Linked DNA regions of Mus musculus: regions 1 and 2 are each linked to region 3. A link is a contact called in public Hi-C and promoter capture Hi-C data. All regions are on one chromosome and are shown on one strand. Each heading gives the region's core, a stretch centred on a gene start, on an enhancer-like site or on the middle of the called end of the contact. The rest is flanking DNA. Distances are from core to core; before and after follow the strand shown. Region 1 has its middle 17 kb from the start of Gm32898. Region 2 overlaps Cep83 (centrosomal protein 83). Region 3 holds the start of Cep83 (centrosomal protein 83).

Region 1 (2,700 bases), core at 176-2,675, 49 kb after region 3:
AAGTGGGGGGTGGGGGTGGATTCACACGTGTTCATTTTAATTGTCAAGTTGATTGGATTAAGAATTAATCCAATAATGGCATTAATGAATCTAATCTTTGAGGGTGTTAGTGAGGACATTTCAAGAGTTTAAATGAGGAGGGAGGATGGTCCCTGAATGTAGATGGTACCACTTCATGGGCCTGGGGACACAAAAAGGCCAGTGAACAGGCATCCCCTGCTTCCTCACTTGTCCAGATGTAAACAAGCTCCCAGCACCATAGCAGTCCCTCCTCCCACTATACCTTCCCAGCTTTTGTGGACTCTCTTCATAAACTGTGAGTCCTCGGAAAGCTTTCCTTATTTAAATTGCTTCTCTTCTATCTATCTATCTATCTATCTATCTATCTATCTATCTATCTATTCTGATTTATGTGTAGGTGTGTATGTCTCTCTGTGTGTTTACTATGTGTGTGCCCATGCCTGCAGAGGCCAGAAGAGATGTCATCATATTCTCTGGAGCTGGCATTACAGGCAGTGGTGGGTCCCCTGGGTCCTAGGAACCATGTCCAGGTCTTCTGGAAAAGCCACACTTGCTCTTAACTCTCAGCCATCTCTCCCACCCCTCGTGTCTTGTCAGGCATTTTGGTGCGAGCAACAAAGAGAGCAACTAATACACCACGCCAGCAGTTTTTCCAGTTGCTTCCTACTGCCTGCCCTTTCCCTGTTTCTAGCTATAATTACATATTTATTTGGTTCATAAATATAGCATTAAAAAATCATGGGCTTCTTTCCTTTTCCTATCTTGCATAATGACGATGTGTCCCCCCAAGGAACTCAAGTCTAGATCCAAATGCTGGCTAGGATAAGAAATAAGAAAATGAAAATTATTTTATTCTAAGACTTGGACTTGATGCAATTTTAGGGATGAGGAGCAGGCTGCTTCTGCTTCCCTTTCGCTTCCTGTCAGCCCCATGATTTCGGGCCTTTTTTAAAAAGCTACAAATAGGCCTGACCTATCTGACAAATTTCAAAGTCAACTTTCTTACAGTTTGCCACTTCCCAGACAGAAGTTAAACTTCACATTCTCCCTGACTCCAGACAGCAGAGCATTTCCTTATTAAACCTTTTAACAAGGTTTCCAACCAAGATCTAGTGCTGCTGCAGGGAGGGATGGAATTGGAAGATTCTGGAATGGGAGACGTATTCTCCCCCCAAACCCCCCTCCACGGGTCATTTCTACCTTGCTTAATGTACTAGAAGTCATTCGGAAGTCATTTGAACCTGAAACAATGTCTGCAAAATAAGTCTGTGTTTAGTATTTCACTGAGTTTTTTTTTGGGGGGGGCGGGGTAAAACCCCTTCCCTTTCCTCCCCTGTGGTCAACATCACACTTCCGGTGTACAGTCTGCAATGTCTGCTCTCTCAGCTTCTCTTGCAGCCCAGCATGACGGATTACCAATGGCAAGGAAAGGGCTCTAAGAAGCCTGATGGGCTTACTCATTGCTTTTCTTACTGTTGTGGCAGAAGACTCTCTCTCTCTCTCTCTCTCTCTCTCTCTCTCTCTCTCTCTCTCTCTCTCTCTCTCTCTTTTGGGGGGTTGGGTTTTTTTGAGACAGGGTTTCTCAGTATAGCCCTGGCTGTCCTTGGAACTCACTATGTAGACCAGGCTGGCCTCGAACTCAGAAATCTGCCTGCCTCTGCCTCCCAAGTGATGGGATTAAAGGTGTGCGCCACCACCGCCCAGCTGTGGCAGAAGATTCTTAAGGAACAGTTTGAGGGTACAGATTATCAAGAAAGGATGGCGTGGTGGCGGGAGCTCAAGGCAGCTGGATATGCTGTATCCACAGTGAAAAAGCCGAGAGAGGTAATGGTTGCTTTTAAGTTTGCTCTTTTTCCCCCAGGTTTCATTCAGTCTGGGATCCAAGCCCAAGGGATGGTATTACACACATTCAGGGTAGGTTTTCCCTCCTCAGTTAAACTTCTCTGGAAGTATCCACCCAGGCACACCCAGAGGTATATATTCCAGGTAATTCTAAACCCAGTCAAGTTGACACTGAAGAGTGATCACTTGTGTTGGTTTGAATAGGGATGGTCCTCAGAGACTCATGTGTGTGAATGCTTGGACCACAAGAAATGTCACTATTAGGAGACGTGGCCTCGTTGGAGTGGGTGTGGCTTCGTTGGAGGAAGTGCATCACTGCGGAGGCAGGGCTTTGAGGTTTTATAAGCTCAAGTCTGGCCAGTGTGTCCCCCTGCTGCCCGTGGACCAAAATGTAGAACTCTCAGCTCCTTCTCCAGCACTGTCTGCCTGCACACTGCCATGCTTCCTGCCCTGATGATAGTGGACTGAACCTCTGAATCTACAAACCAGCCACAGTTAAATATTTTCCTCTATAAGAGTGGCTGTGGTCATTATAGCAATGAGACACCAGCTAAGACATCACTCACTGTAAGGGGGCTCTGGAGAAAGTTCCTTTCTGTATCAAAAGAGGCCTCCCTTCCTGCTTGCTGGACATGTGCCTGCTTGTGATAGTCCTGGGAATATTGTCTTCATCCCCAAATAAGGTACCTTTCCCTGGCAAGCCTGTCCCTGGGCCCATCCTTTGAAATCCATCATTTGCGGGGCTTTACTGTGTGATGTTGTGAAGGATATATATTTTGAAAGATTATATAGCTGGACTCTGTCCCCCTTCCTGGCTCATATGTCCTATGATCCTTG
Region 2 (2,700 bases), core at 165-2,664, 50 kb before region 3:
TCAAACACAAAAATTAATTATTCAAAACTTAAACAACACTAACATATCCTAAAGTAAGTTTTCTCAAACAGAACTGAGAATTCAAATTCATTTCTTTCAGGAGAGAAAGTACTCACATACCTTAATATGGCAATGGTGACATAATTCTAACATTTTTTTAGACTGTCAAGTTCACAACAGTTACAAAATAGCATTTTAGAAAGCAGGCATGGAGAGGCTTACAAGGCCCAGAAAGTGGGTAAAGGTGCTTGCTGCCCAGCCTGGCGATCTTACTTAGACCCCAGGCCTACGTGGTAGAAGGTGAACACCATCCTCTGACTGCCGTGGTACACAGGCCTCACACAGGTCTATGCGCACACACAATAAAGGAATATAAAACAATTGAAAATCCACAATCAATGGAGATTCTTTTTTTTTCAATCAGAGACAGACAAATTCTCCACTGTCCTGGAGCCGTCAGAAGCATAGGCAAAGAGGCTTCTGACCTTACCACAAATTAAATCTCTAAACTGCCAGAAATTTCCTCAAATTGATATTCAAAGTACTCTTACCAGAGAGGAAAAAAAAGCTTTGAAACATTCCTACTCATGATAAGTAAAATGAGTGTTTCTTCACTTACAGGATAAACTTCAGGTTTATGTTTTCTATGCATGTTTACTGTATTAAAAAAGGACTTTGTTCAGCAACTAAGCCAGAGAACAATTATTTTGTTGAAATATAAAATGGTATTCTTTGTGTACAACAACAGCTGTGAAACACTAGAGAAAAATACTATTTGTTATCGTATGTTTTTCATTTCATCTGACAAATGATAAAAATTAAATACGGGCTCTTCTGAAAAATGTCCCAAATGAGCCATCTGTCTTTTGTCATCACTCATCTTACCTGGAAAATAATCGCTCTAGATGACCTTGGTCAAACTTCACACTGGGACCAGACACTATATTCACCTGCAACTTTCCCCTTACTCTGCCACTGTGCCAATATATTAAGAACTGCAAAACTACATTATCTTACTGTAAACTGGTTTAAGTCTAATGTTCAGGGACTCTAACAAGTTTAATTGTGGAAATCAACAAGGACGGACACAGACCTCATCCTCCCCACTCTCTCCCCCAAGTGACTTCCATTCTTCCAAACTCACTAACGTATTCCATGGACCAGCTGATTAGCCCATCATTACTGAGTATTTTGAGACTGACTATTAACTACAAACCATGTGCATATAATTTCCTTCCAGCTCAACCATTTCACAGCTCTCTCAAGGAGGAAAACACAAACTCCCAAATAAATAAGCACATAAAGTAGCATCTCTGCTCCATCCTAGGCCCCAGGGTCTAAGAGGCATCGGCCTGTCTGAATACAGAGAAAGTCAAGAGTCTTCCTCAGCGATCCCCCCACCAGCCCCAGGGCGGCTCTGCCAACACTGCTCCTTCTCTAATGAGCTCAGGGAAAGAACTCAGTCAAGATCGGGATGCATTGGTAGCCAGCTACCTTTTATCACTTTGGCTAGAGAGCTGTTTCAAATTATATACAATATGTCTGCTCAAATAGAATTTATAACTTTAACATTTTAAATACTAGAATAAGGAATTTATAATTTCAAAATAATTATTCTTTCTGTTTTGAGATGACTTTACTCTTGAAAACTTGGGGGATATTTTGTATATTACATTCCGTGACATTTTAAAGTCCTTTCACTCAGATGATGACTCCACTCCCAAAGAATGAATATCCCTCAGCAATGTAGAGCACAGCCACTGCTGATCAATCAAAACCTTTCCTCTTCCCATGTACACTTGGGAGTCCGCAAATGCGTCAGCACTAGATCGCAAGCATTTATTTATGTTCTAAAAACCAAAGGCTTGTCAAGAGCACTTTTAAAACTTATGCCATACTCCACTGGGATGCAATTAAAACCTTACCTCCAAGGATCTGAGTGTAGCCTGCATCTCAGCCAACTGCCTCACCTGTATTCTTTGGACATTTTCTACCTGAGCACCAGAATTTTCTTTCTCAGCCCTTAATTCTGCTACTTCAGCCTCTAAACTTTTCAATTTCTGAAGCAAATGGGTTTTTTCTCGAACAAGTTGCTCCATTCGTTTGCTGTCTCTCGTGGGATCAACACTAAGCAGCTGGTTATGTAGCTCCTCTTTGTCCTTCTCCAGTCGTGCAACCTAATAATTGGAAAGGAAGTATACAAGCTCTAAATGACTGAATTTTCAGTCATGAACATGCTTTACAAGTCAGTAAATTAAAATTAAAAATCGTACAACATGAAAGCTCAGGTGTGGAAATTAAGTAAAAAGGAAAAACCTCTAAAACGTCACGTTCCTCATTCTGTCCTCAGCATGACACAAGTCTAAGAGGAAGGACTTTGCCCTATTTTTCCCTCCCTCCCCACAGTGTCTGGCACAGGGCTTAATCAAATGCTGGCTAAAATTCAAAATTGTAAATACTACAATAAAATAATTATTTAAAACACATAAACTTCACAAGCCCATGACAGAAAATCACGCAAGGCCAATTCAATGGCCACTCTTAAATTTCGCCTCACTTGTTTGTCTTACTCTCCTTAACTCTTTGGCTATGTCTAGGCTAATAAATCATCTCTTTGTGAGGAACTAATTCACACAAAATCTGTATAAATACAAAAGCAGTCAATGAACTTTTAAAGTAATGGCCAAGTTTATTAAAGTC
Region 3 (2,700 bases), core at 155-2,654:
TAGTTTACCATTCAAGTTATATCACTAAGGGTTCAACAAATGTAGACCAAGGCTACTGCTAAGCCAAGGCTTAAAAACTTGTACTGTTTCACAATCTCTCAAATGTATGTAACTCTAAATTGCTATAATCTTTTTATTTAAGAATATTATTAAATACAGATTGCATACTTTATCTCATTAGAAAAGAAATACTCAAAGAGAAATACCCAGCATACTCCGGAATATGTAACAACCAAAAAGAACTCAAATCCATTTACAACTCTCCATAGTCTTGTGTGACAACAAAAACAATCAAAGTGTTCTAATAATTCTAGATAAAATTTATTTGAAATCTGACTACAAAAGGCAACAAATGTAGCCACCTATAAACTAAAAGCATAAATCTGAAGAGCTCCAACTCGCTCCAAACTCAGATTAACAGGCCACATTTACTTATGTTCTAGTTGAATATTAGACTTGTTTACGGTGATGTTGCTTGGTAACAGAAGCACGGCTTTAACAACCTACTCGGTACTTTAAATCTCAGTTTAGTACTTTATACTAACAGCCTGAACATATTATGAATTCACTACATATTTAAAAAAAAATCATCAGAACAAATTTAGCCTGATCCTCAACATGTTCGAGAAGAAAGTGGTCTGATAATTAGAAGGTAAGCAAAGACTTAAAGACACTTAAATGCCCTCTAGGGCATTTTTAAAAAGCCAAGAGTCTTTTTATCATAGTCAGAAACTGGACTAAGAACTTGCCAAAGTACCAAGCCCAAAATACACTTCCCACAGTTCAGACCTTACCTCAGCAACATCCGCAAACCTCACTGCTATGACTACCTTTAAGGACAAGGAAAATGATGACAGCGTGGCTTTTCCCCCACCAATTAACCTAGAGGTGCTTTACACTAACCCCATGACTCCGCTGGCTACCGTGCCGCAGTGCACCAAAGAGCCCCGAAAGGAGTTTCACGTGCTTTAAAAAAGAAAAAGAAAAGAAAAACCTTGCATCCAGAACTCATCTCAGGGCCTGCCTTCCTAACACCGGCTAACACTGCTTCACCAGGAAACAAAACCCGGGTCCAAGGGCGGGCGCGGAGTGCCGCAGGCTTCCAAGCAGACGCCCAGCACGCCTAAAAAGAAGAGAGGTGACTTACCAAACTCACACACGGTCCCCGCTGCTCGCCCCAGCACAGCAGCCGCGCTCGCCACCGGGAGCCCCCGGCACAGCTCCAACCACCGCCACCCACTCCGCTCTGCTCTCCCAGGCATTGGGGCCGAGGGCTCGGGACGGTCCCACCGGCTGGGGTGTGGGGCCCGGAGCGGTCCAAGCGGCCGCTGCCGCCGCGGGGCTGGAGGCGAACCGAGGAGCCGGACGGTCCGCGAGGGCACCCACGCCTCGGGAAAGGTTGAGGTAGCCCGGGAAACTCGGAGGGCTGAGAGGGCGGCGGCTGCAAGGCCGGCTCCTCCTCCGCGGCCCGCCCTCCTCGGCCGACACGCCGCCCCCTCAGCCCGCCGTCCGCCACTCCCGAGCGGACCGCGCGCGTCCCGAGCCCCGGCGAGGCGCGAGGCAGGAAGTCCCGCCTCCCCGTCCTACGTCATCAGCACCGCGCGCCGCCCAAGGTCCGAGCCGTTGGTGAGAGGAGCGGGCTGACGGTTACGCGGGTAGCTGTTGCCGCTGTGGGGGAAAAAAAAAAGTGAGGATGCCACTCTGGGACGTCCCTGTGGGCCGCACCGAAGCCCGCGAGCCCGGGGAACGGCAGATGTCACCTCACGCCCGACTCCCGGTGGGCTGAGGGACTCTGTGCCCTTGTCACACTTCCTTCTCGGAGGGCTTGGACGGTGCTCTTCGCCGCCACCTCTGTTCCCGCCCGCCTTGTCATCGTGCCTGCTGGGCGGATTTTCCGGGCTCTGGCACCCAGTCAGCCTGTGAGTGCGGAGTCGCCCCCAGCTTGCCACCAGGGAAGTCAGGTCAGGACCTCCTTCCTGCCCCAGGCCCATCCTGTAGGCCCGCCTGCTCTTAGGGGTAATATAACAGGGTGGGCTCCTGGTCTCCAGGCTGCAAACTAAATTGACACTTGGTGACAGCTTTGATAATATTTGTGACCTAAAAGCTAAGGTAAATTAGGCTTTTCGCGTTTCAGGGTGGGCGATGGGAGAAACATGCATCCCGTCTATACCCATGCTTGCTGAGTGCCTCCATACTGTGGCCTTGGATCGCCACAGTGCATTATGAAGCACAGCTTATCTTCACCTCTCATGAACATGCAGGAGATGACTAGATCCGGGCTCTGGGTAGAGTGGTAACTGAGCTGTCACCATTTTTTCTAGAAATGAGGGTGCATACTATTATGGGTAGGTTATATAAAGGAGGTATGTGGGAGACACATTCACGATCAGAATAGAGAAAGCAGAAGTCCTGTGTGTGTGAGAGACATTGACAGTAACAATTTGCTGAACAGTCCTATATCAAGTGCCGCAGCATTTTTATAGATTATCTTAATCCCTAGTTCTGTAAATTCAATTAGGCGTTACGGATTCCCCAGATCCTGAAATCAAATCAAATCATTTGTAACCAGTGGAAATATCCGTTAAAAAAATAAAATAAATTAAATAAAATAGAATCACTGGAAAGTGAGGAGAAGACTGGAGAGATGACTAACAACTGAAGAAAAACTTTATTTCTCAGAGAAGAGTAAATGCTAGATGA

Evidence for each region. Promoter capture Hi-C pulls out the DNA fragments that hold promoters and counts their contacts. Hi-C and Micro-C count contacts between places; a contact is called where the count stands out from the background.
Region 1: a contact with region 3 is called in a promoter capture Hi-C map of macrophages, with 12 read pairs. The contact joins the enhancer-like site here to the promoter of Cep83 in region 3. A contact is called at or near these places in 10 of 39 promoter capture datasets (the 3T3-L1 cell line, 3T3-L1-derived adipocytes, the HPC-7 cell line and 7 more), 5 of 484 Hi-C or Micro-C datasets (bone marrow-derived macrophages, cortical neurons, macrophages and 1 more) and 5 of 115 datasets of contacts at active chromatin or transcription factors (CD8 T cells, the HPC-7 cell line, the SCID.adh cell line and 2 more).
Region 2: a contact with region 3 is called in a Hi-C map of olfactory sensory neurons, with 1.6 times the contacts expected there. The contact joins the enhancer-like site here to the promoter of Cep83 in region 3. A contact is called at or near these places in 1 of 39 promoter capture datasets (macrophages), 1 of 15 datasets of contacts at CTCF or cohesin (CD8 T cells), 3 of 484 Hi-C or Micro-C datasets (granulocyte-monocyte progenitors, nephron progenitors and olfactory sensory neurons), 4 of 115 datasets of contacts at active chromatin or transcription factors (CD8 T cells, the SCID.adh cell line, embryonic stem cells and 1 more) and 4 of 9 other capture datasets (adipose tissue, liver, macrophages and 1 more).

Annotation. Positions count from the first base shown.
Region 1 is chr10:94,638,951-94,641,650 of GRCm38.p6, reverse strand. No RefSeq gene overlaps it. Among named protein-coding and RNA genes, the nearest start is that of Gm32898, 17 kb to the right of the region's middle. Within about 2 kb of position 1,425, at least 29 of the 459 cell types and tissues checked have an H3K27ac peak or open chromatin away from gene starts, as enhancers often do. A contact at or near this core is called in CD8 T cells, the HPC-7 cell line, bone marrow-derived macrophages and 2 more, where this site is marked.
Region 2 is chr10:94,737,250-94,739,949 of GRCm38.p6, reverse strand. It overlaps Cep83 (centrosomal protein 83), which reads right to left. Exons shown (of 16, transcript NM_029852.2): 6 at 1,926-2,177. Among named protein-coding and RNA genes, the nearest start is that of Cep83, 50 kb to the right of the region's middle. Within about 2 kb of position 1,414, at least 4 of the 459 cell types and tissues checked have an H3K27ac peak or open chromatin away from gene starts, as enhancers often do. A contact at or near this core is called in olfactory sensory neurons, where this site is marked.
Region 3 is chr10:94,687,494-94,690,193 of GRCm38.p6, reverse strand. It overlaps Cep83 (centrosomal protein 83), which reads right to left and starts at 1,404. Exons shown (of 16, transcript NM_029852.2): 1 at 1,148-1,404. It overlaps Cep83os (centrosomal protein 83, opposite strand), which reads left to right and starts at 1,581. Exons shown (of 3, transcript NR_015524.1): 1 at 1,581-1,961.